Linked DNA regions of Sus scrofa: region 2 is linked to region 1. The links are chromatin contacts, called in public Hi-C maps. All regions are on one chromosome and are shown on one strand. The core of a region is the stretch at or near the end of the contact, and the rest is flanking DNA. Distances in the headings are between cores, read along the strand shown. Region 1 holds the start of AHSA1 (activator of 90 kDa heat shock protein ATPase homolog 1). Region 2 holds the start of GTF2A1 (transcription initiation factor IIA subunit 1).

What was found. A called contact is a pair of places that touch in the nucleus more often than the background predicts.
Region 2: a contact with region 1 is called in a Hi-C map of liver, with 10 times the contacts expected there. The contact joins the promoter of GTF2A1 here to the promoter of AHSA1 in region 1. A contact is called at or near these places in 2 of 47 Hi-C or Micro-C datasets (heart right ventricle and liver).

What each region holds. Positions count from the first base shown.
Region 1 is chr7:100,507,267-100,512,511 of Sscrofa11.1, forward strand. It overlaps AHSA1 (activator of 90 kDa heat shock protein ATPase homolog 1), which reads left to right and starts at 3,330. Exons shown (of 9, transcript XM_001928890.6): 1 at 3,330-3,568; 2 at 5,207-5,245. The coding sequence starts at 3,489. VIPAS39 (spermatogenesis-defective protein 39 homolog) reads right to left here and starts at 2,898. Exons shown (of 20, transcript XM_003356755.4): 1 at 2,765-2,898.
Region 2 is chr7:104,007,725-104,013,204 of Sscrofa11.1, forward strand. GTF2A1 (transcription initiation factor IIA subunit 1) reads right to left here and starts at 1,594. Exons shown (of 9, transcript XM_021099583.1): 1 at 1,118-1,594. The coding sequence starts at 1,147. LOC110261640 (a long non-coding RNA gene) reads left to right here and starts at 89. Exons shown (of 4, transcript XR_002346024.1): 1 at 89-175.

The sequences.
Region 1 (5,245 bases), core at 2,080-4,579:
TTGCTGTGAGTTGTGCTGTAGGTGACGTGACTCAGATATGGTATTACTGTGGCTGTGGAGTCGGCTAGCAGCTGTAGCTCCTGTTCGACCCCTGGCAGGGAACTTCCATATGCCATGCACCTGCGGCCCTAACAGGCAAAAAAAAAAAAAAAGAATTAGTCAAATCACTACCAGTCCCTCTCCTAACCACTCTAAAATTAATTTCACCCTGAGAGTTTGGCCTTAGAATTACAAACTAAAGTATCAATGACAACTGGATTAGAGTGAAAACTGATGTAAGCCAAGAACTAGATACCAAAACTCCCGCAGCACCAAAAATAACTCCAAAGGCTACGAAATGTCCAATTCTAAAGGCTTGATTTGCTTGTTCTTTTCTTTCAATAGCACCTTTCTCAACAGAAGCTTAAGGAACATTCATCTGGGCAGCCCCACTGAGGCTCCCAACGGCCCTTAACATACTCTGCTCTCACTTCGAGTTCAGGGGATCTAGGGACGGCAAAGGTAAGATTGAGAATTTTTAACTACCTGACCCTTTTCCATGAGGACATCACTAATTGATTTCTACTGAACCTGGATGTGTCTTAAAAATCCTTTTGTCAGAGTTCCCATTGTGGCTCAGCAGGTTAAGAACCCAGCATAGTGTCTGTGAGGATGAGGGTTCGATCCCTCCACCTTGCTCAGTGGGTTAAGGATCTGGTGTAGCCACAAACTGCAGTGTAGGTTGCAGATGCAGTTCGGATCTGGCGTGGCTGTGGCTGTGGCTGTGGTGGAGGACTGGAAGGTGACAGTTGCATCTCTGATTCTACCCCTAGCCTGGGAACTTCCATATACCACAGGTATGGCCCTAAAAAGACCAAAAAAAAAAAAAAAAAATTCTTTTGTGTATTTAATCCAGGGAGTCAAAACCAAATAAAAAGCTGGCAAACACAATGAAATCATCCCTTTTATTGGGACAAGCATAGGTTTTGTAGTCAAGCAGACCTGAACTCAAATCTTGGCCTCTCCAATTCTAGCAAACAGGTAAATAATTTTACTTCTATGCCTTGGAGAAAATGATATCCCAGCTCACAGAACTGCAGTGAGGAATAAATAGGACTCAAGAAACACCTAACAAGGTGCCTAGTATAAACACTGTTAGGACTTTCCAGTATAGTATATCTTCTGCCATCTTTCTATCTCAGCCATCTGTGAAATGGGCATAACAATAGAAACCACCTGTCATGGCACAGTGGAAACAAATCCCACTAGGAACCATGAAGTTTCGGGTTTGATCCCTGGCCTCGCTCAGTGGGTTAAGGATATGGCATTGCCATGAGCTGTGGTGTAGGTTGCAGACACAGCTTGGATCTGGTTGGCATTGCTGTGGCTATGGTGTAGGCTGGAAGCAACAGCTCCGATTCAACCCCTAGCCTGGGAACCTCCACATGCCTCAGGTGTGGCCCTAAAAGGACAAAAAGGAAAAAAAAAAGAAAAGAAACCACCTTGTAAGACTGATGTGAGGCTTAAACCAGTTTAAACACATAAGGCACTTTAGTGCCTGATACAAAATTAATGTTCAATATTTTTATTATTAATAAGTCAACTGAAAGACTTATTAATGTCAAAGGTAGAAAGAAAATCTTTCTAAGCATTCCTAAAGTTTAAAAAAAATATTATTTGACACAAAACTTCTAAGTGCCCATCCCAAACACTGAAGGTGTGTATACAGGATGTGAATGTCTCTGGTAGAGATGCCACTTTATAGAGCACTTTGTAATCCTCAGAACAACCCTTTAAGGGAGGCCTGGCAGACTCCATTTCACTGATGAGGGAAATGAGGCACAAAAGGATTAAGCATCAAAAGTATTAAGCTAATTGCTTCTATAATCCAGGTTTTCTCTCTCCTAGATCATTTCCACTTCGATTTGCATGGTCCTTTTTATCACTCTAGGGGAAACGACCGCAGGTCCTTACTATACTACAAAAAATAAATATCTGTAAGTGTCTACGAATAAGCACAGAATATGTCTAACAAATCCAATAATCCACCAGAGGACTTCTGGAATCTTTTTTAACCATGCAATGGCAATGAACACGTGACACTAGTTTGTACTTCCAGCATCAAATCAGAACCAAGATCTACTCAGTAAATAAAAAGACAATCATTTAATCGTTCTAGAATTTATAAAACCACCAGGTGCAATTTTAAGAGTGACTATGAAAGGTGCTTCCGCACGACTTAAAATACTTCAGGGCTTGTCCTTGTCACTTGTTTACTGAGAACCCACAATACTGGATAGTAGATCCGAGGGGAGAACAGGAACACGATAAGGAAAAGAAAACGGACACCCCCAAAATATCTACAACCAACACGCTCCCTGCCTCAGAACACCCCAGAAGCCAGCTACTGAGAAGTCATATTCGGATTCATTTAACATCTTCCGAGCCAGGCCTACAAAGGTGCGGCTATGAACTGAGACGAGGAAATGTGGCTTAAACTAGGAAGACTCCACGGGCCACGTCCAGGAAACACGGATCTACAGAAGCGGCCAGAGCCCAGGAGAACCCTGGTGGGGCAGAAGTTCGTTCAAAATCACCTGTTCGGGCTCATTCGCAGCCCCAACACCGAGTGTACACTGGCTCCCAACCCAGGGGTCAGGGGGACTGAAACAAGAGTCAGGCCTGGGAGGTCTGGGGACGCCTCAAAGAATAGGGGGGAAGATATGGATGCGGAGAGGCTGAACTCAGCCAGATACGTGGCCCAAGGGGTTTGGGACACCCTCACCTCTTCCACACCGAGCCCTCCCTCTCAGGTCAGCGCCAGACTCTTCCGCCGCTGGACCAGCCTTTCTACACAATCTTTGCGACATAGAAAAGGGGCGGAAGGGGATAGTCTCGGAGAGAGGCGGGAGGAGGTGTCGCAGAGGGGGAGGAACCATGAGTCAAAAAGGAAGCCACATCGCATTATGGAAGTTGTAGTTCTCGCCGCCTCGATCATCCGACGCTGCCTGGACAGACTCCGGGCCTCATGACTACAACTCCCAGAACACCCAGCGCACCGTGCTTAGGAGGTTTCCTCTACAGGTTGCACGACCTTCCGCGGTTATTTTGCAGGGTCACTGAAGACTACAACTCCCATGAGGCTCAACAGGGCAGATTAAGGGTTCAGGGAAACAGTGAGACTTGTCTTTTGGGTCTCTGCGGGTGGGGAATGGTCGTGTTGAGGGTTGCATTTCGGGCCTTTTACGGGATAACCCGAAGGAGTTAGCAGGAGCCCTAGAGCAGTGGGAAGCTAAGGTCCGACGAGGGGGAACGGAAGTACCCGGTAGGACGGAGGAGGAGCCGGAAGTTGAGGCGGGGAGGGGCGGGGGGTGGAGGGAAAAGCAAGCTAGGAGGATCTGCGGCCGCTTCTAGTAGTTTCCAGGCGCTGCCGGGCGGCTGGGACCGGGCGGTCCTGAGGCTGTGGCTGTGGCTGCTTAGGCGCTGGTGGCGGCGCGATAGGCGAGCCGATGGCTAAGTGGGGTGAGGGCGACCCACGCTGGATCGTGGAGGAGCGGGCGGACGCCACCAACGTCAACAACTGGCATTGGTGAGGGCCAGCGGGCCAGGCCGCGGGAACGCTACGGCAGGGCCGGGGTTACAGGGTCCCCGGAACCTCTGCCGGGACAAAGCTGGGGCCGAGGCATCCCTACCTGCCCGGAGATGGGCGTGGGTGTTTCTTGTTGTGGGGGTCCGTAGTTCCAGGTTCCTCTACTCTCCGGTCTCCGTTTCAGTTTGGCGGAGGGGGGCGCAGGGGGTACGACGTGGAGGGCTGCGCCCCAGAGGAGGGGTTTCAGATATAAGAGAACATAACCCCTAGCAGCTGTATTCAGCCTGGGCAGAGAGGTGCTTCCCACACGTGGCCGGAGAAGTCACTGAGACCCAAACCGTCGCGGACTGTATTCGGAGATTGCAGGGTTAGGCTGCGGAGGGTTAGGATTTCTATTTTTCCACTGACGGGTGGAATTTAAAAGTAAGTCATAGCGAACCGCTGCCTCACTCCAGAAGGCTAAGGTTTGGAACGTGTTCAGCAGGTGCTTAGAGTTCAGTGATGCTCAAGGCGCCACGGCCTCTCACCCGGAACTGTTAAGTGATTGTATTGTAATTACAGGGACTGCCCCTTGTTGCCGGGCAATCGTGGTTTTATAACCTGACCACTTGAAAGCCTACCATTCTTCATGAAATCTTCTGGAAGTAATGTTTTCTTTTAAGTCCACTGAACTCTGTTCATACTGTCTTTATTTTTACTTTGTTGTAGTTCTTTTTACTGTTTTCTCTACTTAGTAAGTTGGGAGGTAGGTAGTTTTTCTTCTCTGTATCTCAGCCCGCCACTTCTCCTCTTAACATAATGTGCTTGACTTAATTTTTTTTTGTTTCTTTGAAAGTCCTTGGCTTAACATTGATTTTCTAGCTATTTAGAGGGCGCAGAATGTGTAGAGCATTTTGTGGCACGCTTGAATTTAACAGGTCAAATACTGCTTATGAGGTTAAAATTATTGGTTTATTTCTCACTGGACCTTTTAGCTCAATAGTGCATTCTCTAGACAGTAGTGTGCTCCTGACCTCAGCAAGCTGTGCACAGTTTTCCACTTGGTCAGACGGGGGCGCCATGTAAAATTACCAAATTCCCACCCTAGCACTATCATTGCTGAGAAAGGAAAGCAGATTTTTCTTTTCTTTTCTTTTTTTTTTCTTTTTTTTTTTTTTTTGGTCTTTTTGCCATTTCTTGGGCCGCTCCTGTGGCATACGGAGGGTCCCAGGCTAGGGGTCTAATCAGAGCTGTAGCCGCTGGCCTATGCTAGAGCCACAGCAACGCAGGATCCTAGCCGCATCTGCAACCTACACCACAGCTCAGGGCAATGCCAGATCCTTAACCCACTGAGCAAGGCCAGGGATCGAACCCACAGCCTCATGGTTCCTAGTCAGATTCGTTAACCATTGAGCCACGACGGGAACTCTGAAAGCAGATTTTTCCATTTAGTTTGTAATCATTCTGTACAGCAGGTGTCTTTATTGGCAGTATAAGACTCTGGTCTTCCTGAAAGAGTAACATGTTTGTGGACATGCAGGAGTGGGACTGAGTGTTTTGTGTTCCTTTCTGGCCTCTGTTAGCCTTGAATGCTTTCGCATAGAGTAAGTAATCGCCTTCATTTGGCTGCTGGTCCATAGCTTTGTTTTTATTTTGCAGGACAGAGAGGGATGCTTCAAATTGGTCCACAGATAAGCT
Region 2 (5,480 bases), core at 344-2,843, 3.5 Mb after region 1:
AGAGGCGGTGACGTAGGCCTGAAAAGCACCTTCCCATCCTGGCAGAGTCTATATTAGAGAGCGGCAATGGCTCTATATAAACAGGGCAGCCAAAGGGAGGAGGACCACAAGGCTCAGGGACTGAAAGGCAGGGTAAGCGGCCGCAGCCATGATGGATCGACCCGAGTCGTCAACGGTACGGAGTCGGGCGGCCGCGGGCTTGTCTGCATTTGGGACCGGGCAAAAACGTGTTTTATTGTCACAATAAAAATAAGAGAGTGGGGTGGACTAGTGATCACATTGCGTTGGTGACTGAAAAGGTTATTTATGTGACTGCTTTTTGCAAACCTACGTGATCGCAAGTAAGAAAAAAGGGACAAACGGTGAGAAGTAGGCAAATTTCGAGGCGAAAGTGGGGGCACTTTGACCACTGTAAGCTTTGTTTGTTTTGGTGTTTTTGCTAGTCGAAGATACGATGGGGGGGGTTGCTTCCCCTTCGCCATTTTACCGATTCGGAAGGAACCGAGATAAGTGCTTTTCAACCTTCGTCCTTTTTTTTTTTTTTTTTTCTTAAACGTAAAATGGCCCCAGTGAAGCCTCCTAAGCACAACCCGCCACAACACCCAAAGTAACCCCCAAGTAGCCATTAGCCTTCCACTGCGTTAAAGTGGATCGCGGTGGGTCTTGGGGATTCGCCCAGTTCCCAAGACACGGTTTTTGTTTTGAGGCTGCTCGGAGAGCCCTTCTCCAGCCAGCGCGGCAGGACCCGCTTCGGGGAGGAAGCGGAGGCTCCCCTCCCGCCCTCCCTCCTGGCGGATGGGGTCTGGGGCCAGGGCCGCGCGCTCATCCCGGCCTCAACCGCCTCAGCGGCCCGGACCGCCCCGCGGCAGTTCCAGGCCCCGCCGGCACCCCCGCCCTCCCTGCCGCCGCGGCCCCGAGCCCTCGGCACCCCCCCGCGCCCGCCGCCCCGCGCCCCGGCCCGCTCCGCCCGAGGCGGGAAGCGGCGGCGGCAGCGGCGGCAGCCGCGCGGGCAGCTGAGAGTTGAGGCCGGGAGTCGCCGCCGTCCCCGCCCCCGCCCGGTCCGGCCGTTGCTGCCGCCTGAACGAAGCCCCCGCCGGCCACCGAACCACGTCCTTACCACGGTGTTTGTATTTGCCGAGTTCGCCATTTCCACACACAACACAAACAAGAGGGGGGCAAGCCCCGAGAAAACAAGATAAAAACAAAACGAAAAAAAAAAAAAAAAACACCCAGAGGGTGACCCAAGCCACCGCAAAATTGGGGGGGGAATTTTAAACAAAATCGGATCCTGCTGGATTAGAGGGGATCGGCGAGGGGAGGAAGAGGAGGGGGCAGTCCTCCCGGAGCTAAAAACTCGAGGATCGCCCTTAAAAAAAAAAAGGGCACGACCCTTCTGGGGTTTGGGGGGCGTTGCCCGCTCCCCACCCCGCGCCAAGGAGGGAAACCACCACTGGTCGCCGCTCCCCGCGCCGCCGCTGCCGCCACCGGCTGCAGCTCCAGCCGTCCGGTCCGCCCGCTTCTCCCTTTATATAGTGAGCCAACGAGCTGCGCGAGCCGCCGCTGCCGCCGCTGCCGCCGAGAGACAGGGCGGAGGGGGAGGGAGGGGCGGAAAGGGCGGGGGCAGAGGTGGGCGGGGCTGAGCGCAAGACACCGCGAGAGCCGCGTGCGCAGGCGCGCCGGGGCGGAGGCCGCCGCGAGCCGCGTCGTCACGCTCAGGGGAGGGTGTTGTGTGGGCGGGACCCGGGGACTTAAGTAGGGAAGTCCGACCGCGGTCTCCCCAAATGTCGCGTGATCACGTGGTCGGCAACCAGGCGGAAGTCTCCGGCTGCTGTTTTGGGATGAAGAACTTGCAAAGCTCTGTTGGAGAAAAGCGTGAGTTGTGGCGACGCTCGAGTCGAAACCTAGCTGATTCCGCCTCCTGTCGGGAGATTCTGAGCTGTCCCACGCTGGAGGGGCTAGGAAATGTAGGAGCTCTGGCGGCTGCCCCGCTAGGCATGGCTGTGGAAAAGGGCGGGTCACGTGGCCCGGCTTCCGGCAAAAGTTTTAAGTGCGGAGTCATCTCCGAGCGTGAGCTAAGGTCAGACTCCTAGTTGCTGAAGCGTTAGCACGCCTTGCTGAGGGTGGGCCTTTCGCTTGCAAAATTGTGTATGAGTTCCTGAAAGGGAACTGATTTGGTTCCCCTCTTACTACATTCAACAATTATTACATATTATTACATTCCACAATTAATAATCCCTGAAGCCAGCAGAGTTGTCTGTCTCCATCAGTACAACTACAAAGTCTCTTTAAATTTCCGTTCCCCAGAGTCCCGGCCTCTCCAAGCCCACTTACTTCAAATAACTTCTCAAGGTGGTAGAAATGTTAAAACTAACCCCCCAAAAAAGGTCACCACCTGGATTATGACCGCACAACTTTTCCTGGTTTTTTTTTTTTTTAAATGTTGCAAAAATTCAGTGATTCCATATGTTCAGCACGTGCTAACATCTTGAATACTTGCCCTTGACCCATCAACTCTCATGGCTGCAAGAGAGCAGGTAGAAAATGGCCATGTATTCAAGGGCAACTCAGTAGGCGTTTGACCTGCTCTGCCCAAGCTAATCCCGCCTTTATATCAGCATTTCACGCAAAACGGAATACTCTGTTTAGAAGACAGAACTCAACAGTTCCTAATTTTCTTGTCCCTAGGAATTGCGAGTGACATGGAATGCAGTCTGGACAAGTGAGGGAGTTGATCCTCAAAAAGCAAAGCAAAACAAAATGTCAAACTTATGCTCCTGAAAGAAGATTTGAGAAAGATCAGTTGCTTTTCAGTTCCCTGCACAGTGGCCTCTTTGGGAACACTGAAAGAGATAAGACCATAGGAAATCATATTGTCCTATACTATTATATAAAATTATGATTCCATCACCATTTGTAATTCATGTAATATTCAAGTGACCATTGGCCCGAAAAGTTAAATTAACCCATGTCTTTAATTTCTTACCATTTTAAGAGGACTTTTTACCTCCTTATTTAAGTAGTACTGTTTGTACATGGAATCCCTCACCTTTCACCTCTTTTTCTTCCCTATCACTTAGTATTCTTAACTAAATTGATCAAGTGTTTTGACATCAGTTAAAACTAGGATCACTGCAAACAGGACATGGGGTAGAATATATGAGATTTACTTCCCTCAGAAATATTCCTAAAGAGAATAAGGACAGGTATTCTCTGATTGGGTCTGACCTATGAAATAATTGAATATAGTTCTTGAATTTAAAAGGGGAAAAAACCTATTTATGACCTCCATTTAAGACCTTCAGACTCCTTGGAGGCTCTGCATCAGCTTCTCTTTACACACTCTAATTTGCAACAATACCTTGATTAAAGTTTTCCCAAATGTCTTCTCTTCACCCCACAGTATGACTACCAAGTAAACCATCATGGATTACATTCCAGTTTATTGTTTTACAATCTTCATTTAGCTATAGGATTTCTTCAGTTGGGATACGTTTGTGTCAGCCAGTTTAGTTTCAGAAAAAGACATTTTCTGATCTTTCACCAAAATGGTGGGTCTGAATAATTTGGAGGCTAAAGTTCATGAATTCACAAAACTGAACATTTGTGAACAGAAAACTCTTCCCATTTAAGATTGACTGTAGCATTGCACTAAATTGTTTGTATGTGAACTTTTTCTTCATTGTACCTGAAAGCTTAAATAACTGTTCTCATTTTAGCAGTTCCTTACGTGAAACATTTATACTGGCTTTTCAGTTTGTGAACTTGTACTTTGTAGTATCATGTACTTAGTTACATAATAGTGCTCTCTTCTAGATGAATCTTTTTTTTTAAATGTTTTATATTGGAGGATATAAAGTCACTTCTTTTAATATTAATATTCTGTTTTACACCTGATAACTGCCAAACAAAAGAAAAGGAAAAACTCAATGCATAAATTTTAATATACCATAAGCAAAATGACACCAAACCTTAATATGTCTAAACAGTTAAATGTTTTACTGTCCAAATGACTATTTAAGCAACAATGCCAAGAGAGAGGAAAATCTAAAGAGACTATTCATGGAAATTGGCTTAAATTAAAATAATAAATGACTAAATAAAGCAAATGATGTGGCATATTTAGGCATCATACAGCCCTTATAGGTTCAGTAGTATTGGGTTCTTTTGGAGAATACAGAAATTGAGAAGAAAGAGCATATCTCAAACTTGCTAATCCTAGTGAAAGCCTTATTGTGAAGTATACTACATAATTACAGCATTCTTTCAAGATATTAAAAACACATGTATTTCAGTCCAACCAAATGAAGTTATATTCGGGTTCACCTAATTTTGATTTGAAGTATAGTTGATTCACAATATTTTGTCAGTTTCAGGCCTACTGCCAAGTGATTGTTAATTTTTTTTCAGATTATTTTCCATTATAGGTTATTACAAGATACTGAATATAGTTTCCTGTGCAATTAGTAAATCCTTGTTGCTTATCTATTTTATGTGTCAGAGTTTGTATTTGTTAATTCCATACTCCTAGTTTATCCCTCCACCTTCCCCTTTGATAAACACTAGTTTATTTTCTACGTCTGTAAGTCTGTTTCAGTTTGAATATAAACTTGTTTGGGTTATTTTTCAGATACCACACACAAGTGATATCATAAAACGTTTGTCTTTGACTTACTAAGTATAAAAATCTCTAGGTTCATCTGTATTGCTGAAATGGTAATATTTTTATGACCAAGTAATATTCCACTGTAAATATATATATATATATGTATATACACACCACATTGCGGCATGTGAAAATTCCCGGGCCAAGATTGAACCCACGCCACAGCAGCGATCCAGGCTGCTTCAGTGGCAATGCCGGATCCTTAACCTGAAGCACCACAAGACAACTCTGACAACATCATAAGCCAGTCAGCTGTTGAGAGGCACTTAGATTGTTTCCATGTCTTGGCTGTTATAAATAGTGCTGCTATGAATGTTGGAGTGCATGTATCTTTTCAAATTAGAGTTTTTGTCTTTTCCAGATATATGCCCAGGAATGGGATTGCTGGATTCTATGATAGCTCTATTTTTAGTTTTTTAAGGAATCTCCATACTGTTTTCCATAGTTGCTGCACCAGTTTACATTCCCAGCAGTGTAGGAGGGGTCCCTTTTATCTTCACTCTCCAGCATTTATTATTTGTAGACTTTCTGATGATAGCCATTCTGATCTATGTGAGGTGGTACCTCATTGTGGTTTGCTTTACATTTCTCTAATGATTAGGGTTGTTAAGTATCTTTTCATGTGCCTGTTAATCATCTGTATGCCTTCTTTGGAGAAATGTCTGTCGAGGTCTTCTGCTCATTTTTTTGATTGGGTTGCTTGTTTTTTCAATAATTCAGTTGTATGAGTTGTTTGTATGTTTTGGATATTAACCCCTTGCTGATTGCATCACTTGCAGGTATTTTCTCCCATTCCATAGGTTGTCTTTTTTTTCCA